2 separate regions of the Ovis aries genome follow, and region 1 is linked to region 2. A link is a contact called in public Hi-C data. All regions are on one chromosome and are shown on one strand. The core of a region is the stretch at or near the end of the contact, and the rest is flanking DNA. Distances in the headings are between cores, read along the strand shown. Region 1 overlaps LOC101101976 (natural killer cells antigen CD94). Region 2 overlaps LOC101123029 (C-type lectin domain family 7 member A-like).

Region 1 (6,804 bases), core at 1,913-4,412, 460 kb before region 2:
ATGGAGATTCAATATTACTTAGAATGGTTACAAATTGTATTACCTACCTCTGGGATCTTTAAAATGTTCCAAATTATGTTTTATCAATCATATAATTTTCATGTATTTGAGAATATATATGTAAATTTTGTATCATTGGTGGCTCAGAGGTTAAAGCGTCTGCCTCCAATGCGGGAGACCCCGGATTCCATCCCTGGGTCAGGAAGATCCCCTGGAGAAGGAAACGGCAACCCACTCTAGTATTCTTGCCTGGAGAATCCCATGGACTGAGGAGCCTGGTGAGCTGCAGTCCATGGGTTCACAAAGAGTCGGACATGACTGAGTGACTTTACTTACTTATGCAATTGGTATATAACATTATGTTAGTTTTAGGTATACAACATAAGAATAACTGAGACAGTATGTCTAATTCATCAACATATATAGTTACAATTTAAAATTTTGCCAAGTGTTTTAAATTTGATGAAATTTGCGTACCTACACCTGAAGTTATAGAGTCAAGATAAATAATTTGATGAATGTTCAATGTATATGGTATGGATTTAACAATTTATGTATCTATTTTTGGAAATTCTATCTGATGAAATTTAAATAAAACTTAATTCAGGCCAAACAATATATATTAACATCATATTAGTTCTTTGTATGGTGTGCTAAGTTGAAAAGTCCCACCCTCATCTTTTTTCCTCTGAAAGTAAAAAATAATTTTAGTGCTTGTTTTAAGTTTTTGGTGGATATCTATTCATCTATATGTTTTAATTTAGACCTGAAAGTGCCTTATAATAATTTCTTCATATGTATCACAAGGGTTAAGTAATACATTTGTGTGTCTTATCTTGATGCTACCAAGTTCTGCAGAACAATTGGAAAGTTATATCCAAGTATGTGATCTTACAAGATTGTCTTCACATTTTCCAAGGGGAAGGGGAACCCAAGCTCTGATCACATGAATATACAGTCTTATTTTTTAGTTTTTTCAAGTATCTTTCTTGCCTTATGCTTCTCTGACAGTAAAAAAAAAAAAAAGCCACTCTTACATGTGCATTTAGGATTTCAATTTTTAATCAATCCCCAAAATCTTTTCCTAAATGGCATGTGATAAAATACTGGACATTTAGTATTTAGGAGGATAGGGAGCAGGCTTTTTTTATTGAGGGGTTTCTGAGTGGGTCAGTGAAAGGAAGGGCCCATGATGAATTGTGATGCTTGTGACCTGAATAGATTTTTTCCAACCTCAGAAATATCAAAACCCATTCCCTCTTTTAAAAAATAACTGTTGAATATATATCTAAAGAAATTTGTACTGACGTCTCTATTCGTTCTCTTCTTTTGTATTTCAATTAATTAATTATAATTAAGAGCTCAAGGTTGATTTTCAAAATATAAAGAGTCAAGAAGAGATAAGAACCTCTCATGTTTTATTTCTCAAAAATACAGATATAATAGTAATATAACTTGAAATCTTTGTTCTTGTATGAAGATTGACAGGAAAAATGCACTTAGGTTATACTATGAAAAACACAGGATAGCTGTAACATCTTTCACATATTTAACTTGGACATGCATTGCACCTTCTACATATTTAAAATGTTTTGCCTTTGTTGTCTGTGTCATCTTTGTAACAATATAATTTTAAAATTGCATTTATAAAGAGCAGTATAGACAAGCTTATTAAGAAAACAGTTTTCTGTTCTAACTGTCCAATCAATCTGTCCTCTTCCCACACAAAAAAATTTACTCTGAGTATTTTGTTTGTTTGTTTTTCCTAAGGAGAAAAAAATGTAGGAAATATATTTCTACACAGGCTATGCATAGATCTATGTTTATTTTCTATGCAGGAAATAAGTAAAATTATGAAAATTCTATTTTCATAATTTTTGTCAAGGATGAATATCAACTGTGTTCTTGTAGCCACATTCAAGCATAGGTTGAATTTGCTATTCTAACATTATCACTCTATGAATTTTACATAGTTCAATCTTTTTTTTTTTTTACTGAGAACTCATGAATATTTATTACAATATCACAAGAGCAATGAGGAAACAGAAGGTGTTAATTGTTACAGATTATATCTAATTTCAGAGAATAATCTATTTCAAAGTTGTCTTCACTGAGGAAGGAAAATTCCTGTTGCCTTCTAAAGATAGCTCAGAAGTTTTCTTCAGCTTCCATATCATATCCATATCATCAGCTCCTATATCCCATATCCTTTCAGCTCCCATATCATTTCAGACTGGGAGCTAACTGAGATTCAGATAATGAACTCCTTATTGCAAAATTCAGACTTAAATTGAAAAAAGTAGGGAAAACCACTAGACCATTCAGGCAGGACCTAAATCAAATCCCTTACAATTATACAGTAGAAATTAGAAATAGATTTAAGGGATTAGATCTGATAGACAGAGTACCTGAAGAACTATGGATGGAAGTTTGTGATATTGTACAGGAGGCAGTGATCAAGACCATCCACAAGAAAAAGAAATGCAAAAAAGCAAAATGGCTGTCTGAGGAGGCCTTACAAAGAGCTGTGGAAAAAAGAAAAGCTAAAGGCAAAGGAGAAAATGAAAGATATACCCATTTGAATGTAGAGTTTTCAAAGAATGCAGAGTTTCAAAGAATGGAGAGATAAGAAAACCTTCTTCAGTGATCAGTGCAAAGAAATAGAGCAAAACAATAGAATGGGAAAGATTAGAGATTGCTTCAAGAAAATTAGAGATACTAAGGGAACATTTTGTGTTTAGATGGGCTCAATAAAGGACAGAAATAGAATGGACCTAACAGAAGCAGAAGATATCGGCAGATCAATTCTTTACCACTGAGCTGCCGTGGAAGTGACATCTAAATCTGCTTAATGAAAATAGAGTTATTTTACAGCTGGACTCTTTGTTTACCTCCAGAGAGACTTGAGAATTGTTTTTTGGCTGTTGGCCATGATAAGAGCAGTTAGTTATCCAACCAAGTAACTAATTAACTCATGACTAATGATGAAATTTTAAAGCTCAGAATTCCTGAGTGGAATGTATGACCAATTTGTTAATTGATAACGTAAGCTTGAATTAATGAGTTAGATATTTAATCTTCACCATGTGGACAGTCTCAGCAGAAAACTGCCTGTGCTGTCCTGTAACCAAGTTTCCACACACATCCATCAGCACAAATAGTAGCAGTTTCATCCAGAGAGATGATGAATCATACCTTCAGACAAATAAGAACATTGGGTAGCTTGTTTCTGGATGTTTCTTTGAATTATCTTTCTCCTGTTGTTTTATATTCACTGCCTTTATTAAAAGCTTTACATGAGTATTCTCATTGGAGCCTTCAATTTACTTCAATTAACTAAACCTGGAAATCTTTGGAACATTTAAACCAACTTTTTCATTTCCATAATTTTGGAACTTTTGAAACATCTTTTATCCTAGTGTAGGGGTTGGAAAACTTTCCCTAAAGAAATGGATGTAAATATTTTCAACTTTGTAAGTTAGTCTCTGTTGAAACTTCTCAACTCTGTGATTTGTAGTGCAAAAGAAGACATTTATAATACATAAATTAATAGTTTGTCTGCATTACAAATGCACTTTATTTTCAAAGACAAATGGTCAGACAAATGTTCACCAACCCCTGTCAAAACGTTTAAAAGGGTTATCGTTACTGTCTTTCTAAATTCCATATATATGCGTTAGTATACTGTATTGGTGTTTTTCTTTTTGGCTCTGATGTTTGGCAAAACCAACACAATATTGTAAAGTAATTAGCCTCCAATTAAAGTAAATAAATTTAAATTAAAAAAAAGTGTAAAAGGAGACTATGTGGACATCAGTGCTACTCTGCACTTCACTTTATACTTTTCCTGGTTGCATCTTACCAGTTGTAAATGTACTTACAAATTTTGCTGTATAAAATCAGTTGTATGGCAAAACCAATACAGTATTGTAAAGTAAAATAAAGTAAAATTTAAAAAAAGTCAGTTGTATCTTATTAATATCAGTTTGTACTACCTATTTTAAAACCTGCATTGTAAAACCCAATGTGACAATCTTCCTCTGTATGTTTTTACTTTATTGAGCACAATAAATGGTTAGACTTGCATTTTTCCAGCCATTATAAGCTCCTTTTGTTTGTTAAAACACTAAAAAATAACACAGTGAGTCTATAAGAAAGCAAATGCATACATGGAGAACATAGCTGCCTCAGGTTATCATGTTAGAATGCTCATTCACTGAGAAGTTATGAGTCTTCCATACAGGCTTTTAGAGGTTACGAGTGTGGAATAGATTTGAAGTAAAGATCTGAAAGAAAGGGTACTTTAATAAATACTACCAAATCCTCAGTTTTATATAGCAAAGATGGTTGTTTGATTCCAAATATCCCTCAAACTTCCCCGTAATTTGTAAAAGCAATAAAGGAAACAAAGAAAATGATAAAAGATCCATGTTCTTTCATCATCTTCAGAGACAGAGCACCACAACCAACAAATTATCTGTAAGTAGAAATACAACAATATTGACAGAGTTCTTGCTCCAGTCTACCACCAAATGCTTATGGTGCTGGTTAGGAAAATTAGTCCTTAAAATTGTCTATGAAAAAGTGAAAATAGAGAACATAGCTGAAGTATAAACACAATGAACCTATAAAGATAAACCTGCAACAATAAGTTCCAAAATACTTAACAAAGGTTGAGATTTGGTAGTTTATAAAACTGGAAAAAGGTTTGAAATGGAAGACAAGAAGTGAGAAATTTAGGAAAGCATTTTTTTTCCTTAGTATTTTTTTCCTATTATCTGAGAAACAGGTAATACACATAGGGTAATACCTCTTAGAGCTGTGAGTACAAAAGCAAAGATTTAATTTGGAGAATTTAAGAATACTGAGGAAATGAAAGACAAAAAAAGACATCCCTTTGCCCTCCCTACTTCTGTTGCAATATACCATCCATGAAGGAAACTGTCAAGAGTAGGGCAGAACCGACAGAAGAGGGAGCTCTCGAACTAGGAACCTTAACCATTAAATAAATGCACTTGTGCTCAGGCTCTCAGCATTGCCCTACTCTTTGCAAGCCCAAGAACAGTAGCCCGCCAGACTCCTCAGTCCATGAAATTTTCTAGGCAAGAATACTGAGGCAGGTAGCCGATTCCCTATTCCAAGGGATCTTCCCCATTCAGGGATCCAGCCTGCATCTCTTGAGTCTCCTGCATTGGCAGGCAGGTTCTTTACAACTATTGCCACTTGGGAAGTTCTATTAGATAAATAGGAGTAGAAAAAACAGATTTCATCTATATAAACCACTTTAAAAATTCAAGAATGTGAATATAATATTTTTACCTACAAAAAGTCATCCACCTAAAAAAGGAAACAACCATAAGGCTAAAGAGGACTATATATATCCCGCAAATTAAATTAGATATTTTCATATAGTCATGAAAAGAAATGCACACCAAAAAAGATTCAAATAAAGCAGAAGTTGATGATGCTCAGGAAAGCAACAGAAAGCTAAAAACAAAGAGATGAATTAAGATTTATAAGGTAAAAGGAAGCAAAAAGAAAGCAATGGTTGAAATCCTGATACTATGTACCTATGAGAATTAAATGACAAAGAAAGACATTTTATAATGATAAAAGCCAAATGCTACCATGAAGATTAAATAATTCTGAATTCATCTAGGAAACAACAATGACTATATAATATAAAAATTCTAGGAAATGAAAGAAGAACTACAAAGTAATGTGTTCACAAAAAGTGACTTAACAGGTCACTCTGAATATAAAACAGGAAGTTTGGACAAAAAAAAAAAACTATATTACAGAGTATCTAAACGATATAGTCAATGTGGTAGATATTCTGGACACATATTGACCACTATACACTGATAATATAAAATATACCTTCCTCCCAAAGGTACCTGAAACATTTACAAAAATTGAATATATAGAACTCTTGAAAAAAGTAAAAAGGCATAGATATTTCCTTAACTCCATAAGGTACATATAAACACTTATGTGCGTGTAGGTAAATGTGTGTATGTGTGTCTGTGTATTCTAAAGCTAGAATTTTACTTGTGGAAATCTAATTTTAAAAAAGTGTAAAAACTTCCTGAAACACAAAAAAAATAGGCTTCAAAAATATAAAGCTATCTTCTGGTTTCGGTTAGGACCTTTTATTAAGTTAATTTATAAATTTGAAGTGATACCAATAAAAATCCAATGACAGATGGGTCAAGATAAGTTGACACTGAAGTTCATACGGGAAACTTAGCACATAAAATGTATATACAGTCAATATGACTGTAAAAGTATAGTTATGAGGAAGTACCTACTAATTATTAAAACATACGTCAAAATCCTCCAGGTAAAACAGTGTACTTGGTAATGGCACACAAATAGGCAGACCAAAGGAATAGAACAGAACAGCCAGAAATAGTCTCAATTTATCAATACGTATAGAAATTTAGATTACAATAAAGGTGGTATTGTCAAATCATAGACTTTTAAATAGATACTATTGTTTGAAAAACTAGGTAGGCATTTGTAAAAGGTTAAAGTTAGATATATGTGCAGCTAGAAATTACTCAGAGTACAACCTTCAGTTACATTAAGAGAAAGATAACTTTGCAAAAAGGATTTTGTTAGTAACAGTGGTAAAGTAATGGAGGTTTAAAGTCTCTAGAGGCTTAGACAAAGTTTAATTTGAATTCTTAGTCAAATTCTGACTATATTTGAAGTTTCAAGCAGATAATTTTATTATCAGAGCCTCAATTTTTAATGTACACAGTGGGACTATCTACCTGTAGATTTGCTGAGAAATTAAAA
Region 2 (6,810 bases), core at 2,281-4,780:
AATTAATATATATATATGAGGGAACATATAAATATGGAAACAGAGTTATAGGGCTATTACTTGGGTTGTTTTCTAGTCCTCCAAGTTTTCCCTCCCTTTCACTCACCCTGAAAAGCACTCTTTCTTGCCCAGCCTGGAACAAAGCTGACACTACTTTGCAAAGTCCCCTAGGAGGCTAAAGTGGAGGTACTTGTTGAGGTTGGTATTTTTCCCTAAGCGCTGTGGAAGAGAAAAGCAGGAAAGCAGAGCACAAGATGAAATGAGAATGGAACTAATAAGATACCCTTTCGACATAATGGGGCAGAAAGGAAGAAATGACCCAATTGTCCAAGAGCATCCATTTCCTACCACCTATCTAATTTCTTTGGGCAACTTACAGTTCTGAACACTTTTAAGCTCTCCTCAAGAGAAGGTGGGAAACTTGGATACCTTGCGAGGGGTTGGAATCATGAAAGGATAATTCTGACACCTGACCAAAATGGAAGTGAACTGAACTTCTTGTTTACAAATTCCCTGGTGGCTCAGAGAGGAAAGAATCTGCCTGCTAATGCAGAAAATCTGGGTTCAATCCCTGGGTTGGGAAGATCCCCTGGAGAAGGGAATGGCTACTCACTCCAATATTCTTGTCTGGAGAATTGCATGGGCAAAGGAGCCTGGCCAGTTGCAGTCCATGGGTCACAAAGAGTCAGACACAACTGAGCAACTAACAGTAGTTCTAACAATAATTCCCATGTGAACAGGAGAAGAAGGAAAATTCTACAACAGAATAAAAGAATGAACCTTAATAAGAGAAAAGATATAGAAACTTTCATTCTGAGAGCAGACTATATCAGGGAAATAACAATCAAAAGACATAGCATTGAAATGGAAATGCTAGTTGGAACCTTTTCTGAAGAAATATACAGCAATTTCTCTTGTTTAAGAATGCAATTCCAAGAAAGGAATTCTCAGATTGATGCACTCAGAGGGCATTGGTTAACATAATTAATGGGTTGTAAATGAGTAGGATAGGACTTAGCAACTACACAACAACAAAATCAAATACTTCCACTGTGAAATAATTAAAAATAAACAAGAGCAGAGGTCCTTAAGCACCATCCCTGGGACCAGAAGCATTGTATCACCTAAGAACTGTTAAAAATGCATATTTCGTAGCCACACCCCAGAATCACTGAATCAGAAACTCTTGAGATGGAGCTCAATATTCTGTATTTTCACAAATTCTCCGGATCATTCTGATGCAAGCTAAAGTTTGAAATCCACTGATGCTAACATTGGAAGCAAATGAGTCACAGCTATTAACAGTCCTTCCCTTTAAGCCCATATGTAGGAGAAACAAAAAAAATGAGAAACCAAAAGGTTGAATAACCCAGAGGTTAATCATAGTTCAAAAGTAAGGATGTACCTAAAGATAAAAATCTTTCTTAACCTAGATACAAAATGGGAGGGAATATGTTGAATCATTTATGCCACTTCCCATTATGTTTTTAAAGAATAACAACCAGGCTGAATTGCAACTCTATGTTTTTGCCTTCATCTCAAGTTTTGATACCTGAAAAAGGTAAACTCCAGGTCCAGACTAATAGAGCATTGTTGCTCACTTGATAGCAATACACCAAGATCAAGCATGATGCTAGAGAGATTCAATTCAGCCTAAATAAAGATGAAGCCCTGAACTCACTGTTCAGTGATACACCCTGGTGACTTCTCCTCTTAGTGAGTTTACATTTGCAATTTTTCATGCTCACCTAATTTCCTACCGCACCTCACCCTTCTTAGCCCACTTTCTTTGGTTATGAATTAGCTAAAGCTCAGGGAATGTCATCGTTGGACATTGCTTTATCAAAGTGTATTTGAAACAATAGTAAAATTCAAATGATAATTAAATAACACATAAGTGAGTTTTAGATCACCTGCTGTTTGTCTGTCTCAATCTGACCCTCCACCATCATGAGGACAATTAAAATACATTCTAAAAGACATAGCAAAATGCTCTACGAAAATGAAATATAAAAATAGACCGAGACTTCCTGAGAGGTTGTCAACATATCTAGCTCAGCAGAGGAAGAAAAGTAGCTAGAGGTACCTCACTATCTGAGCTAAAACCACACAGGAAGTCTCAAACTCAAGGAGCTCACGGCACTGCAAGGCTCAGGGTGATGTACATTTCACTGTGCAAGGCAGGGTGACCCTGACAAGTACTTCCTCTCTTTCCTCACTTTCCTGCAAGGTCTAGAAACAATGAAACAATGAAACAAACTTTTAAATATTACTGATTTGAGATCTACCTTTAAATCCCTGGCTCACTTTAAATTTGGCCTCTTAAGAATGGATTCCAGTACAGTAACAGTAAGAAACGTACACATGAGAATCTGATATTTTATTAAAGTGTCTGATGATTGCAAATGGAGTGTTTGATCCCAGAAATTGTTGTTTCATGCGTACGTGCTCAGTCCTGTCCAACTCTTTGTGACCCTATGGACTGTAGACCACTAGGCGCCTCTCTCCATGGAATTCTCCAGGCAAGAATACTGCAGTGGGTAGCCATTTCCTTCTCCAGGGGATCTTCCCAACCCAGGGATCCAACCTGTGTCTCCTGCATCTCCTGCACTGGCAGGTGAATTCTTTAACACTGAGCCACCTGGGAAGCCCCTGTTGTGTTTTTAGAGTAGTTTTTCTTCTTTGCTCAGAGATGAATAAGTGTGAGCCAGTTCTTTTTGCTGTCATCTATCGTCTATTGTTTACTAAGTGAAGCAAACTAGCATTTAGAAAATCCATATGTCAAGCATAGTTTGGGAGAGTTTGGGGTTATTTTTGTTATTGTTGCTGTCCCACTTAAGCCACTTCATCTGTTTCTCAACAAACTTGATAATAGATTGTTTTCATCATTTTATTGATGAAGACACTCAGATGTAGGAGCATTAAGTGACTCACAAAAGCACACACAAATCCATATATGTGACTTTATGTAGAATATTTATATTTACTTTTAAAGAGCTCCCTTGTGGCTCAGATGATAAAAGAATCTGCCTGCAATGCAGAGGACCCAGGTTCCATCCCTGAGTTGGGAAGATCACCTAGAGAAGAAAATGGCAAACCACTTCAGTATTCCTGTCTGAGAAATCCCATGGACAGAGGAACCTGGTGGGCTACAGTCCATGGGGTCACAAAGAATCAGTCATGACTAAGTGACCTACACTTTCACTTCACTTTCACCTTTACAGATAAAGAATAAAGTGTACATTAACTTAATGAGAATTATTATGTGCACATTCTCATCCTACTTTTCTGTTAATAACAGAAAATGTTTCATGAAATTCCAAAAACCAAAACAAAAATACTGGACTTTCCACAAAATCATTTTGCTTTTTGCATTCAAGAGCTATCATGCACAAAATTTAATTATGAGAGACAGGAACAAACTGGGCAGACTAGATTTTTGCCTCCAGATGACCAGTATGAGCTCACACTATCGGGAAATGAGTGAAGAGAGAGGAAGTGGCTAGCTCAGGGGTCTAAAAGTAGGCAGGCGGGGCGTTTCTAGAGAACGATGTGGGGTGAGGAGAGAACCACCAAGCTCCAGCACCGTTTGCAGCCTAAATTAGTGCCAGCTAAAAATTGTAGTTCACCATCCGGTTCTCACAAGGATGAAGTCACTGGCCCCTGCGGTCCTGACCTTGAACAGACTCTGAAAGGAGTCCAAGGTGGAGATCAGGAATGAGCCCCCTGTGCTCTAAGAAAAACTGGCGGAACAGGCCTTCATATAGTTAGATATTTTTAGAAGAGTTTATGAGCCCAATTTTTTACATCTTCTGATATCTAGGGAAGCACTAAAATCATTAAAGGAGAGATTGCTCCTCTTGACTAGCAGCAACCTTCTTGTGACTAGTAGCAAACCTCTGCCAAAAAATGTGTGCTTAACTACACAAACCCCCCCTTTACTAATATGTGTATGTATATATGCTGATCTTACTCCCCACTTCTTTGGAGCAGTTTCTCAAAACTATCTGACATGCTGTCTCCTGGGCTGCAGTGCTCATTTGGCCCAAATAAAACTCAACTCACAACACGTTGTGCATTTTTTTCCATTGGACATAAGGAAAGTTGTGCTTTGTTGAGAGCATTTCCATTCACTATTCTGCCTTCAAAACAATTGTCCAATATCTCTCTCATCAGTACTGCATCTTAAATGTTTAGTAAGTGAAAGGCCATGGATCAGACCTCCTGTTATTCTTGGGGAAAAAGATCCCCCTCCCACCCTCACCCCCACCCCCTCCCACCACCCCAATCTCCCTAACACACCCTCAGGCCCACAGTCCAGCATACTTTAGCGGCCTGCGGGGCTCAGAATTTCTCATCCCAGTGCTAGTCCATACTCATGCAGTCACATCCCTCTAAAGAGAAGAAAAGCAACCCAAAATACAGGGCTTTTTTCAAAAGGGTAATGCCTCTCCAAAAAGAGCTGCCCACGTGTTTTCCTTCTTCACACATACACTCTGTTGTGCTGAACCAGAGAAGAGGGAAAACCTTTTGAAAATTTGTTACTAAAACTCATCTCAGCCTCACAATCGAAATGCTGGTAACCTCAGACAAGCAAGTTTTTCATAGCAGCTGTTCTATATCATCCTCCACCTTAATCACAGCAGCAACAATCCATTTCTCACAGGTAGATAATATCTTTGCCAACAGAATGGTACTCATAACCACTGGATAGATAATGTAAATATTATTTCCTTGTGTGTCATGGCTGTTCTTGGAAATTCTTAATGAAAAATATGTGTATAGTTCAGTAAATCACTGTCACAAATCAAATGTTGGAGACCAAAATGGAGAACGGAGGGAATGTCCTGGTCCAGGGTTTAGGACTCTGCACTTTCACTGAGAGGGTCCAGGTTCAATCCATCTCTGGTCTGGGAACTAGGATCCTGCAAGCCCCGTGAAATGTAGGGGAAAAAAACCTGGGAGAGTTGAGATTAATGAATGAAAGAAAGAAAATGTACCAGACCATTAAAAGTCTTATTCATTGCACCTGTCACAGTACTTTATATAGTATCTGTTTATATGTCTCTCTCTCCAAGTTGACCGTAAAAACTGTGTCTTATTTTCTTTTGTATAATCATCACCCAGTGTGATGTCTGACATATAAAAAACACTAGATAATCATTAGATAAATGAATATTTTTATGGTTTAACATAGTAGAGGACAGAATTTTTAATTATGATTAGCACAAAAATTTTTATTCCCTTCTTTGTTCTTACACTTGATTTCTGCTTATTAAAAAATATGATGCTATTTCCAGCTACTCATTACTGAAAATTGGAACAACAAGGAAAATATGAAGAAAAAAAGTTAAAATCTCGTTATAAAATTATGCTAATATGTTTCCTTTCCATATTTTATGTGTATATTTTGTGCATAGGAGGAGTTACACATTATTTTATGATTTTTCAACTAACATTATATCAGGAGCATTTCTTACATTTTGAATATTCATAAATATAATTTTTAAATTTTTGTATTTTTCAATTGTAGGGTAATATATATATTTAACCTTTCTCCTATTGTTGGATACTAGATTTTCCTAGTATTTGGCAAGTCAAATAATACTGAGATTTAAAAAAATCAAACTGTGTAGTATCTTGTTCATATGTATTATTTTTTGAAGACAGATCTCTAAAGTGGAATCATTAGTTCAAAAAGTGTTAGCATTTTTAATACTACAGATATATTTTGCCAAATATATTTGCAATGCTAGTCTACTAACATTCCAAGTAGCAGCTTATGAGAATGTATTTCTTTATTCTTATGAGTAAGACATTTTCAAATTGAAGCAGCTTAATTTCGGAACTTGATTTGTACGACGATGCCATCTGGTGGCCATAATACAAAATTACAAAAGCAGAAGTGGAGGAGCCCCTTTGGAAACAGCAAAATTATGGTGACTATTAACGGTCTTACAGGTTTTCAAAAAGTGCTCTTGCTATTTGGATTTCTAATTATCCTCAGCAACCATATAAAATAAAGCTTACAGTCTTTCAAATGATACTTATTAATGCATCTTGTTCGACCTGAATTTCTGGAGAACTTCACACGGTGACTAGTCTATCGCCTGCTGAAGACAGATATGAGTCACAAGGCATGGCCTCAAGGTCATAGTTTAACAGGGATTCACAAAAGCAAACTGATCCCTGCAAATGTGGCCAAAGGCTTTTGCAAATGGAAAATAAAATTTACTAATATTTGTGATTTGAATCATCCTGATTTTATAAAATGCACAAATGCATATCTCATAGCACAGGCAACCTCTACAGTGGTCCCCAATCACAATTCCCCACCCCTTGATATCCATACCATTTTGGAATCCTCTTCCCAAGAGAGCCAATGCATTTCCATCTCTCTCTCTTTCTTTCTCCAGTCTCTCCCCCACCCCCATAGGAAGCAAACTGCTGTGATGTGAATGGTGGTGGTGGTTTAGTCGCTCAGTGGTGTCAGACTCTTGCAATCCCATGGACTGTAGCCTGCCAGGCTCCTCTGTCCATGGAATTCTCCAGGCAAGAATGGAGTGGGTTGCCATTTCCTTCTCCAAGGGATCTTTTTGAACCAAGAGTCAAACCCAGGTCTCCTGCATTGCAGGCAGACTCTTTACCAACTAAGCTATGAGGGAAGCCCCAGTGATGCAAATAGCCCTATGAAAAGACCGACGCGGCAAAGAATTTGGGTCTCCAGTCAACAGCCAACCTGAGACCAGCCAACACCCATGGGAGTGAGCTTGGAGGTGGGAGCTCCCTAGACAAGCCTTGACCTGAGAC

The links. A called contact is a pair of places that touch in the nucleus more often than the background predicts.
Region 1: a Hi-C map of liver shows a contact between it and region 2, with 5 times the contacts expected there. The contact joins two enhancer-like sites. A contact is called at or near these places in 6 of 16 Hi-C or Micro-C datasets (blood, liver, mixed tissues and 1 more).

What each region holds. Positions count from the first base shown.
Region 1 is chr3:205,170,194-205,176,997 of ARS-UI_Ramb_v3.0, reverse strand. LOC101101976 (natural killer cells antigen CD94) reads left to right here. Exons shown (of 6, transcript XM_004007562.5): 6 at 1-4,086. Among named protein-coding and RNA genes, the nearest start is that of KLRK1, 55 kb to the right of the region's middle. Within about 2 kb of position 3,162, at least 3 of the 54 cell types and tissues checked have an H3K27ac peak or open chromatin away from gene starts, as enhancers often do. A contact at or near this core is called in liver, where this site is marked.
Region 2 is chr3:204,713,456-204,720,265 of ARS-UI_Ramb_v3.0, reverse strand. All of the region lies in intron 2 of LOC101123029 (C-type lectin domain family 7 member A-like), which reads right to left. Among named protein-coding and RNA genes, the nearest start is that of MAGOHB, 52 kb to the right of the region's middle. Within about 2 kb of position 3,530, at least 2 of the 54 cell types and tissues checked have an H3K27ac peak or open chromatin away from gene starts, as enhancers often do. A contact at or near this core is called in liver, where this site is marked.